Regions from separate parts of the Mus musculus genome. Here region 1 is linked to region 2. The links are chromatin contacts, called in public HiChIP or PLAC-seq maps. All regions are on one chromosome and are shown on one strand. Each heading gives the region's core, a stretch centred on a gene start, on an enhancer-like site or on the middle of the called end of the contact. The rest is flanking DNA. Distances are from core to core; before and after follow the strand shown.

What was found. HiChIP or PLAC-seq counts read pairs in DNA pulled down with a chosen protein or histone mark.
Region 1: an H3K27ac HiChIP or PLAC-seq map of embryonic stem cells shows a contact between it and region 2, with 5 read pairs. The contact joins two enhancer-like sites. A contact is called at or near these places in 1 of 115 datasets of contacts at active chromatin or transcription factors (embryonic stem cells) and 2 of 9 other capture datasets (adipose tissue and liver).

Annotation. Positions count from the first base shown.
Region 1 is chrX:73,680,586-73,685,076 of GRCm38.p6, forward strand. Slc6a8 (solute carrier family 6 (neurotransmitter transporter, creatine), member 8) reads left to right here. Exons shown (of 13, transcript NM_001142809.1): 12 at 1-90; 13 at 375-1,917. The coding sequence ends at 515. Among named protein-coding and RNA genes, the nearest start is that of Gm32261, 8.5 kb to the left of the region's middle. Within about 2 kb of position 1,571, at least 17 of the 459 cell types and tissues checked have an H3K27ac peak or open chromatin away from gene starts, as enhancers often do. A contact at or near this core is called in embryonic stem cells, where this site is marked.
Region 2 is chrX:73,591,344-73,595,909 of GRCm38.p6, forward strand. No RefSeq gene overlaps it. Among named protein-coding and RNA genes, the nearest start is that of Gm52443, 11 kb to the left of the region's middle. Within about 2 kb of position 3,313, at least 39 of the 459 cell types and tissues checked have an H3K27ac peak or open chromatin away from gene starts, as enhancers often do. A contact at or near this core is called in embryonic stem cells, where this site is marked.

The DNA of each region.
Region 1 (4,491 bases), core at 321-2,820, 88 kb after region 2:
ATGGGCTGGGCCTTTGCACTCTCTTCTATGCTATGTGTACCCCTCCACCTCCTGGGCTGTCTCCTCAGGGCAAAAGGAACCATGGCAGAGGTAAGGTCCCTACCTACCTTGTTCCTCAAAGGAACAGACTATTGCTCACAAGCATGGCCAGCTCAGACTGGAGGGGGCAATAGATGGAAGGAAAGCTAACCCATTATGACCTCATGTAGCAGCAAGGAGGCAAGACCCACCTCTCACTTCCCTGGCTCCACACAAAGACAACTTAACCCACTACAGGGAGGCACACCTGCCTTGGTGGCAGATAGTAGGAGCTAGAGAGTGGAAGCAGTTGCATGTGACCCATGGGAAGTTCAACATGCCCTCCTCTCCCACAGCGATGGCAGCACCTGACCCAGCCTATCTGGGGCCTCCATCACTTGGAATACAGAGCTCAGGATGCAGATGTCAGGGGCCTGACCACCCTGACTCCCGTGTCCGAGAGCAGCAAGGTCGTCGTGGTGGAGAGTGTCATGTAACAGGCACCCCCAGCTCACATCACCAGCTCATCCTTTGGTAGCCATAGCAGCCCCAACTTTAGCCCCCACTCATCCCTCCGGGGGCTTGCCTTTCCTTGACAGTTTGGGGGTCTGCCTGGGGGAGGGGAGGGAGCACCATGAGTGCTAACAAAAATAACTTTTTCCATTTTTAATAAAACGCCAAAAATATCACAACCCACCAAAAATAGATGCCTCTCCTCCCCACCCCACAACTAAGCTGGTATTTGCATTGCTTCCAGGCCCTACCTCCTCTCCTTCTTTCCAGTGCCCAGGACCCATCTCCTAGCCTTGCCAAGCCCACCTGCCTGCCTCCCAAGCTCTGCTCTGTAACATACCTTTGCCCTAGAAACAACAGTGGCAGCTTGGGTAACAGGAGAGGAGGGAAAATAAGGTAGGACAGGAGGAGAAGAGAGGGACAGTGGAACCAATGTGAATATTGCAGCTGAATTAGACCCTTCCTACCCCTATTCTAGAAGCTAGAGAGCCAGTCAGCAATGGAACTTTGTGTTCCTGCGCCAATTGCCACCAATATTAACTGTGTGAGCTTGGGTCTGAGTGCACACCCCCCTCTGTGTGTGTGTGTGTGTGTGTGTGTGTATGTGTGTGTATGTGTAGGTCTGTAGATCTCTTATCCCTTAGTGAAGGTGAATACCAGAAGTAAACACAGCCTCTGGGCAAAGGAGGCTTATATTTTGCACATTTTATAAGAAAAACTTGAGAGTGAGACTTCTGCTTGTATATTTCTAAAAAGCCCCCACCATCTCCACATTTCCACTCCTTTCCTTCACATCCTCACCTTTCTTCTCTGACCCTAGCCAAGGAGTGTGAATTTATAGACTTAATTTTCATAGGCAAAACAAAAGCTTCAGGCTGTTGAGTATATATATGAGTCTGTTGTATGGATGTTCTGTATGGTCTCCAGCCAGAGACTGGAGTGGGAAAGTGGGAGCCTCAATGGTGTCCCCACACTGCTCCTTTGCCTCTAAGTCTGTGGGACGGAAGGCTGTAACACTGTTCCAGGGAATCTGGGTCTGCTCACCTGACATGCTCAGACTTGCCCACACCCAGCTCCCTGGGCAGGATTGCAGGGATTTCCCATGGACAAAGCCCGGGAAAGGGATCCTGGGCATGGCTCCCACCTCCAAGCTAAAAGGCTGATGTACTTTCGACATCTCAAGTCTTCCGTGTAGCAGCTTAAACCCACATCTGTGTCCCATCAAGCCTGAAACAGCCAAGTAGCCCTTAGAAAGGCTTCCTTCACACAGAGCTGGACTAAGCCAGAGAGGTGGGGCTGGGTAAGGGTGCAAGCCTTTGGGGACATTCTTACTGTGCTAAAAAAGCCACTGCAAACATAGCAATAAAAACACTTCATTTTCCAAAATTGGCTCCTGTTTCTGCTTCTCTGGAAGAGGAATTAGGTGGGGATGCAGGTGTGGGAACCTTCCTCCAGCTCCAGCCTTGCATTCACTAAAGCCCATTCTGAGGGATTCTGTACCTAGTACCATGTCAGAAACTGGAAATAGAGCAGGAAAGGAAGCCTCAACCCTCTAGACTGAAGAGCATGGGGTGACAGTAAGTTCAATAGGAACAAATGCAGCAGAGCGAGGCTGTAGCTATGAGTTGTTCCAAGATTTTTTCTAAACCAACCACCATGGCTCATGCCTGTAAGCCCGGAACTTGAGATGTTGAGGCAGGTGGATCAAGAGAGAGAGAGAAGTATGTTTGTGTGCAAGTGGCCTTCCAAGATCTAAAAGTAAATGGCACACTAGGATCACAGATAACAAGAGGCCAGCATCTGGACCTGTCCAGTGACACTGGAGCTGGGTTGGGGAGACTCTTTGGCTTGGGGTCTTCTTTCCTGGCATGACCAGAAGGGGCTGTGGATGACTACATGATGCAGGATTGAGGAGTCAAGATGAAAACATCAGAGATTTGGCTTGAGCCACAGGAAGAATGGTGCTGCCAGGTCCTGTGATGGGGACAATTGGGCTTTGGGCATGTCGTCTGGGAAATGTCATCCAAGTAGAGATCTCTGGTTGGCAAATGGACACAGGACTTTGCCGTTCTAGAAAGTCTGGCCTGGAGCTAAAACTTCTGAAGTACTCACCACATGAGTCCTGAGTCTGGAAAGGCTGAGGGTGGAGCTTAAGTGGGTACGGAGGAAGACTCAGCAACATATAACATCCTGGGCCCTGACTGGCCTTCAAGGATCAAAGATGATGGTGCTATATATAGTTCACTGTGTGGCAGAGATTATAGGGACCCAGATAAGAGTGGCCTCGGGTAACATGGAAAAGCCTCATTTGAAATGGGAATTCAAAAAGTCAGCTAGGCCAGGTAGCAAAGGCCTGTCAAACCAGCTACTTAGGTAGCTGAAGCAGGAGGATCAAAAGTTCAAGGCTGCACGTGCTGCAGAGTGAGTTCAAGGCTTTCCTTACAATCTAATATCATATAATCTATGTCATATAATCTATGACAGAGCAGCTACTTAGCTATACAAGGCCCTGGGTTTAACTCCCAGGATTGCCAAAGGCACCAGCTGAGGTGGAGGTGGAGTTAGCTGAGTCTGGCCATTCCAACTATTTGGGGGGCTATGGCAAGGGGGAATTGCAAAATCAATGTCTTCCTGGGCTACAGGGCAAGTTTAAAGCCATCTTGGACAACCTATGAAGATTGTCTCAAAACAAAGAGCAGGAGATACAGCTCAAAAGTAAAACACTTGCCTAGCATGTAGAACACACTAGGTTCAATGCCCAATGGAGGAAGGGAGAGAGAGACCCAAATATGTACATGAATGAATGATCAAGTTATGGTTTATTAACAGAATGTAATTTTAGTTAGCCTGAAAAAGGAATTGAGTTATATGTTGTATGGATGACCCTGAAGGACATGATGATTGGTGAAATAAGAACATTGTATGATTCTCCTCACAAATAACTCCTAGAGACTAAATAGAATGATGAGGCTTAACCCCAGACCAGGGGCTGGGGTTTAAAAACATGACACCAAGTTCTACATGTGTAAATGCTTAATGGCATCAAAACTATGTGCTTAAGAATGGTGAAGATGTTTTAGGATGTATTATAAGTATATACATTTACGCTTTACCACAATATAAAAAAAGTTATAGAGGACAGGTCTTGGAAGGGTGGGGCCTAGTGCACAGAGGGCAGCCTCTGATGAGTATGTGGCGCCACAGGAGGGATGGTAACCAGCCAACACTAGTTCTGTTCTGTGCAAAGTGGTTCTGTTCCATGCAGAGCAGGAAGCAGTCTTCACTTGGGACAGACTGTAGCCTCCCTGCCCTCTTCTCAGCACTCATCTTCAGTTTGTCTTTCTTTACAGGCCTCTGCTCTGGCCCAAACTCCTGGTTTGGTTTTTTTTTTTTTTTTTTTTTTCCAGTTTTTTGAGACAGGGTTTCTCTGTAGCCCTGGCTGTCCTGGAACTCACTTTGTAGACCAGGCTAGCCTTGAACTCAGAGATCCACCTGCCTCTGCCTCCCTAGTGCTGGGATTAAAGGCGTGCACCACCACGCCCGGCTTCCTGTTTACTCTTATCCTTAAATCTCAGCATGTTCTCTTCAGCTGCAGAAGATCTTCCTCAGGTCTACTAGAACACCCACCTGGCCTCACACCACCCTTTCTCTCAACTAACTCCACCCATGAAAAAGGAGCTCTCAGCTCTCCTTCAGACTAAAGGCCTTCTCAGCAACCAGTCAACTTCAGAGACAGAAAATGGTGACACCATAGAAGGCAACTTCACAGAAATGTGCTATTTAACTGGGTGCTACAATAGATTCCTATCTGCTCAGGACACCTGCTCCTATACAAAGGTTTAAGAAACTGAGATCAAAAAGTACAAGTAGATTGAAAAAAATGGAGTGGCAAACAATCAGACAGGGTACCCCAGAAGCTGGGCCAGAGAGGGTAGTGGCCAGGGTCAGAGTGGAAAGGCA
Region 2 (4,566 bases), core at 2,063-4,562:
TCCTCCATCACACTAAGGCCAGCTCTACTCTGCTGCCCCGGCATGGAGCAGGGAGTGCTGCAGCCAGTGTGGGGTAGAAACAGCTCTACAAGCCTTTGAACATCAAAATGATCCCAGGCAGCACGGCCTTTACTGGTAACATAAGCCATGGACATCAATACAGGCCCCTGCTGCTACATAGCCACTGACCCAGACATGGTCCTCAGTGACAATATGGAACAGAACTTCACCATGGCCTCAGGTGGAGGGGCAGGCCACTCACACCAGGCTGTTCCTCGTCACCCTTTGGGCTCCTATTCTGCCTCTCTTCATGGTGCTACAAACCATTTGGTTCTCTTTCTCTCCCAGCTCTCTATTACACACTTGCATAGTGACTCTGGCAGCAGTGGACGGGTTATTATCTTGTCTTTGTCTTTCAAAGCAGGGTTTCTCTGTGTAGCCCTCACTGTCCTGGAACTTAGTTTGTAATCAGGCATGCACCACCACACACAGCCATGGATTCATTTTTTTAAAGGAAGAGTTCAGTGGGGACCCCTATGGCAGTTCTAGCCTTAGAAGGAAGTTATTTTGAATGAGGACCAGACACAAACTTCAGCAGCACTATGTGAAGTCCCAGGACAATAATCTCTGGAACCTGATTTGTACATTGTTCTGTAAAATATCAGTACTAGTCAGGCATGGTGGTACACATCTTTAATCCCAGCACTAGGGAGGCAAAGAGGCCAGTCTAGACTACATAGTGAGTTCTAGAACATCCAGGACTAACTGTGTCAAAACAAGAACAACAAAAAGATATCACTACTGGGAGAAACTGGCCAAAGGGTACATAGCTGCCTGCACTATCTTCATATCATTCTATGTCGTATAATTTAAAAACAAAAAGTTAACCAAAAATATGTTGGACGAACCATGTTACATCTGGGGGAGGCCCAAAGAGCTCATGCAGGTAGGTGTTGGCACACAGCCATAGGATCAGGATTTCCACTTTCTTGGTACACAGTGCTCCCTGACCTATAGCAAACAACCCAGGAGATCACTTCCCCTCCTCACGGCAACTGAGTGAGCTAAGGAGACAGTGCCTGAGACAGGCTGCAGGAAAGAGAACTTTGACATGTATTTTGAAGAGAAGTTAGTGTTTCCCCTGGGGTTATCACCATCCTTGGGGTCTAGTAGCCATGATTTCCACCCAGCAGATGAGTTCTCCTTTCTTTCATCCTCCTTCACTACGTCTTGTCCTCTTTCAACCCCCTAACCCTACTGATTAAGGGCATCAAGCTCCTTGGGGAAAATTTGAGCTTCATCATCAGGATATCTCATTTCTTCTTTGTGCACAACTACTTAATAGCAACCACCAGCAATCAACAACAACCCGCCCTCCCTCTCTGGGCCCTGGCATTTACATACCCTTGGAAAAGTCCCCAGAGTTTCAAATGGCACACATTTTTCAGAAACTCTCTGCAGGTGGCAAAACTACACCCCTGCCAGAGCACAAGGCAAATCACAGTCAGCTGCTGTGGACAGTCTGAAGCATCTCTTTATCCCACACCTGGGGTTAAACAAAAGCACATTCCCATAATATTTCTATATTTTTTAAAGAAAACAAAATTCGAGCCGGGCGTGGTGGCGCACGCCTTTAATCACAACACTCGGGAGGCAGAGGCAGGCGGATTTCTGAGTTGGAGGCCAGCCTGGTCTACAGAGTGAGTTCCAGGACAGCCAGGGCTACACAGAGAAACCCTGTCTCGAAAAGCCAAAAAAAAAAAAAAAAGAAAAAGAAAAAGAAAGAAAGAAAGAAAGAAAGGAAGAAAGAAAGAAAGAAAGAAAGAAACCAAAATTCTCACTATGCAAGTTGTGGCTTCTCCTTCCACCCAACATCAAGAAGATGAAGATCCTAGTCTGGTTCTCCATATGATTTATTTTCAAAGACCCCCTAGGGAATTCCAGTGAGCTCTAGCTGCTGGGGTAGTTTGTTCCCCTATCTCTGGCCTGTATGTTAGTTTCATCCTGTCACTAGGGGGCAGAGTTGTCTAGACCCAAAGTCACCCAGCTGCGTGTGCACACGTGTGGTGGGGCACCCTAGGCACAGGCGGTTAGAGTGTTGACTCATAGGAATGCTCTCTTCCTCTACCCCCAACGCCTCAGGAAATCACAAGCAGCACCTGGCCTGAAAGCGCTAAAAGGGTCCTCGTGCTGGAAATAGAAGAGAAACCTGTTCAGAAGAGTTCAGGTAGTGAGGAATGTCCCCAGTGACCCCTAATACATTTCCCCTTGACTGTCTGAAAAGGGGATCAGATTGTCCTCTGGAGATATGTATGAACTCAGAAATGGCCTTGGAGGTTGGAGGCAGTACTTCAGTGCTCTTTGGAGAAAAAGGAAAGCATGCCACTTGTCTCCCTACTCAGGCCCAATACTCTCAGTGCCATCTCTCCAAAATTGAAATGCATCGCAAAGTACACAAGTAGTGAATAAATGGGCTCAGGTCCCAGAAATTGGCTGCCCTTTCTAAGGGGTAATGGGAATATCCTCTCTGCCTCCTGTTGCCATGGTTTCCTCTCAGCCATCAGGCAGCCTGTTGTGTGGAAGTGATGGCCCTGGGTGCAGCTGAGAGCTACCAAAAAGAGACCGGGGGTAGCAAATGGTCTTAGATCCAACCAAGATTCAGAGAGGAAATGGGAGCCCACACATACTCTTGAGCTCATAGATCAAAGGAAGAGAGGCAGGCTAAAGCCAACAAATGCAGAAACAGAACATGCTGTTGGTTTGACCATTGAACATGTTTTTCAGAACTCTGGGACCCATCTTCTCTTCTGGCCAGAGAAGCCTAGCAGAAGGCTGTCTTCCAGAAAAGTCCCAAGCTAGCTGAATACGATATATTCAGAAGAGCTAGAAATTTGCAAATAGGTCTGAGCTTAGCCTGCTGCAGCTTCCCTGTTGGACCCAGAGCAGCAGGCCCTCCCCCTGACACCCTCCTAGGAAAGCAAAGCAAGGTGTTGCCATCTAAAGGACTTCTCAACCCAGTGCTTTCTGTCCACTCTTATCTGTTCCCACCCCACCTCCTAGCCTCCCCTTGCTCATTGGAAATGTCTCCTAGAGTCAGAAGGCCACAAGTCAATACAGCTATTTTGAAAGAAGAGGGCCAGCTATCCTTTCAAGGAGGGGGGTGGGCCGCTCTGGGATCTGTCCTGCCTGGAACTGAGGAGAGTGAAGAGAGACCCCCCACGGTGGAAGCTAGGCTCCAGGCTGGCCACCAGAGCTCAGGAGTGAAGGGGGGAGTTACACCTGGGCCCGCAGCCCTCCAGCACTTCCGGACGTTCTGCCGGCCATTCCAGACCTTTCCTGTTGGTGCAGTTCACCGGAGTTTGTTTATGCCGCTCACTGTGTATTCTGCACCTCCCCCCACTCCCGCCCATTAACTTTTCTGGTCTTTTTCAGTGTTAAAATTCAGCCCAGACTCAAATCCCCTGTAAGCCTTCCCCCTCCCCACATCCTCGGAGCTGGAAAGGACTGGAATGGAGAGGGAGGTGGCCTGACCTCCCATCTCTGCTCCTCCCCACCCCCTCCTTAGCTGGGGAAGGCAAGGCTCTTTTTAAGCCAAAGTTGAGGGTTGAGGTGAGGAGTGGTATCTTTGTCTGCCCCCTCCTTTGGAACCCTTCTTTAGGTCTCACCAGTGCCTGTAGCCCAGTGCCCTCTCCAAACAAGGATTCGTACCCCTCCCCGGCCCCTCTCAGGCTCTAGACCCATACAAAAGCAGAAAAGAGCTGGGGTAAGGATGTCTGCTTTTCTTTCCCAGCACCCATCATTAACTTTCCCCAGATAGCCCTTCTGCCTTCAGAAATTCTAGCCGGCTGACAAAGGCTCCATCCAGCAAGTCCAGTCCAGCAAGTACCCTCATCCCCACACCCAGCTCTTCCAAAGCTTACTCTCTGAGCAATCCCTGGCTGGGGGAGGGGGGGTGGAGACAGTTCTCTTCTAGTGGCACTCTTTGAACTAACTCTTCATTGAGTTTGGGGGGGTTAAACCATTAACAAAATGTTACTTTGAGAGACAATGGAGGACAGAACTAGAGGTCCAGCCTTCAGTTTAGAGGCTTAGGAGAGGTAATGGCAAGGCTAGAAGCTGGACAAAGGTCTTAGAGAACAGGGCCTGTGCCCTCCAGGCACAAGGAGTGCCGTGAACAGAGCCAGACTAGGCGCCTGGAAAGGGCTCTGATAGTTCCAGGTGCAGCAGACTGTGGCTGCTTCTGCAATAACCCCTTATTTTCTCCCAATTTTTTGTAATTTAACAGATCACAAGGTCACCTCAACAAATCAGTATTGTGGGGACAGTGAGCTCTTATCTGGGCTTCTGTTCTATGGAATCTAATACAGCTCAGCAGTTTCCAAGCAACTTCGGCTCAGTCCCTGTTCCGTCTAAGGGTCAACTAGTGGCCCAGAGGCCACTCCTGCCACATCCAACCTTTGTCCTTTTCTGTCTTCTATGCTGGAATGTTTAAGAGTTTTTCTTTTGCCTTCCACACAAAAAAGGACCTTTATCTAAAAGTGTTTTTTCTTGTGAGTAAATACATTA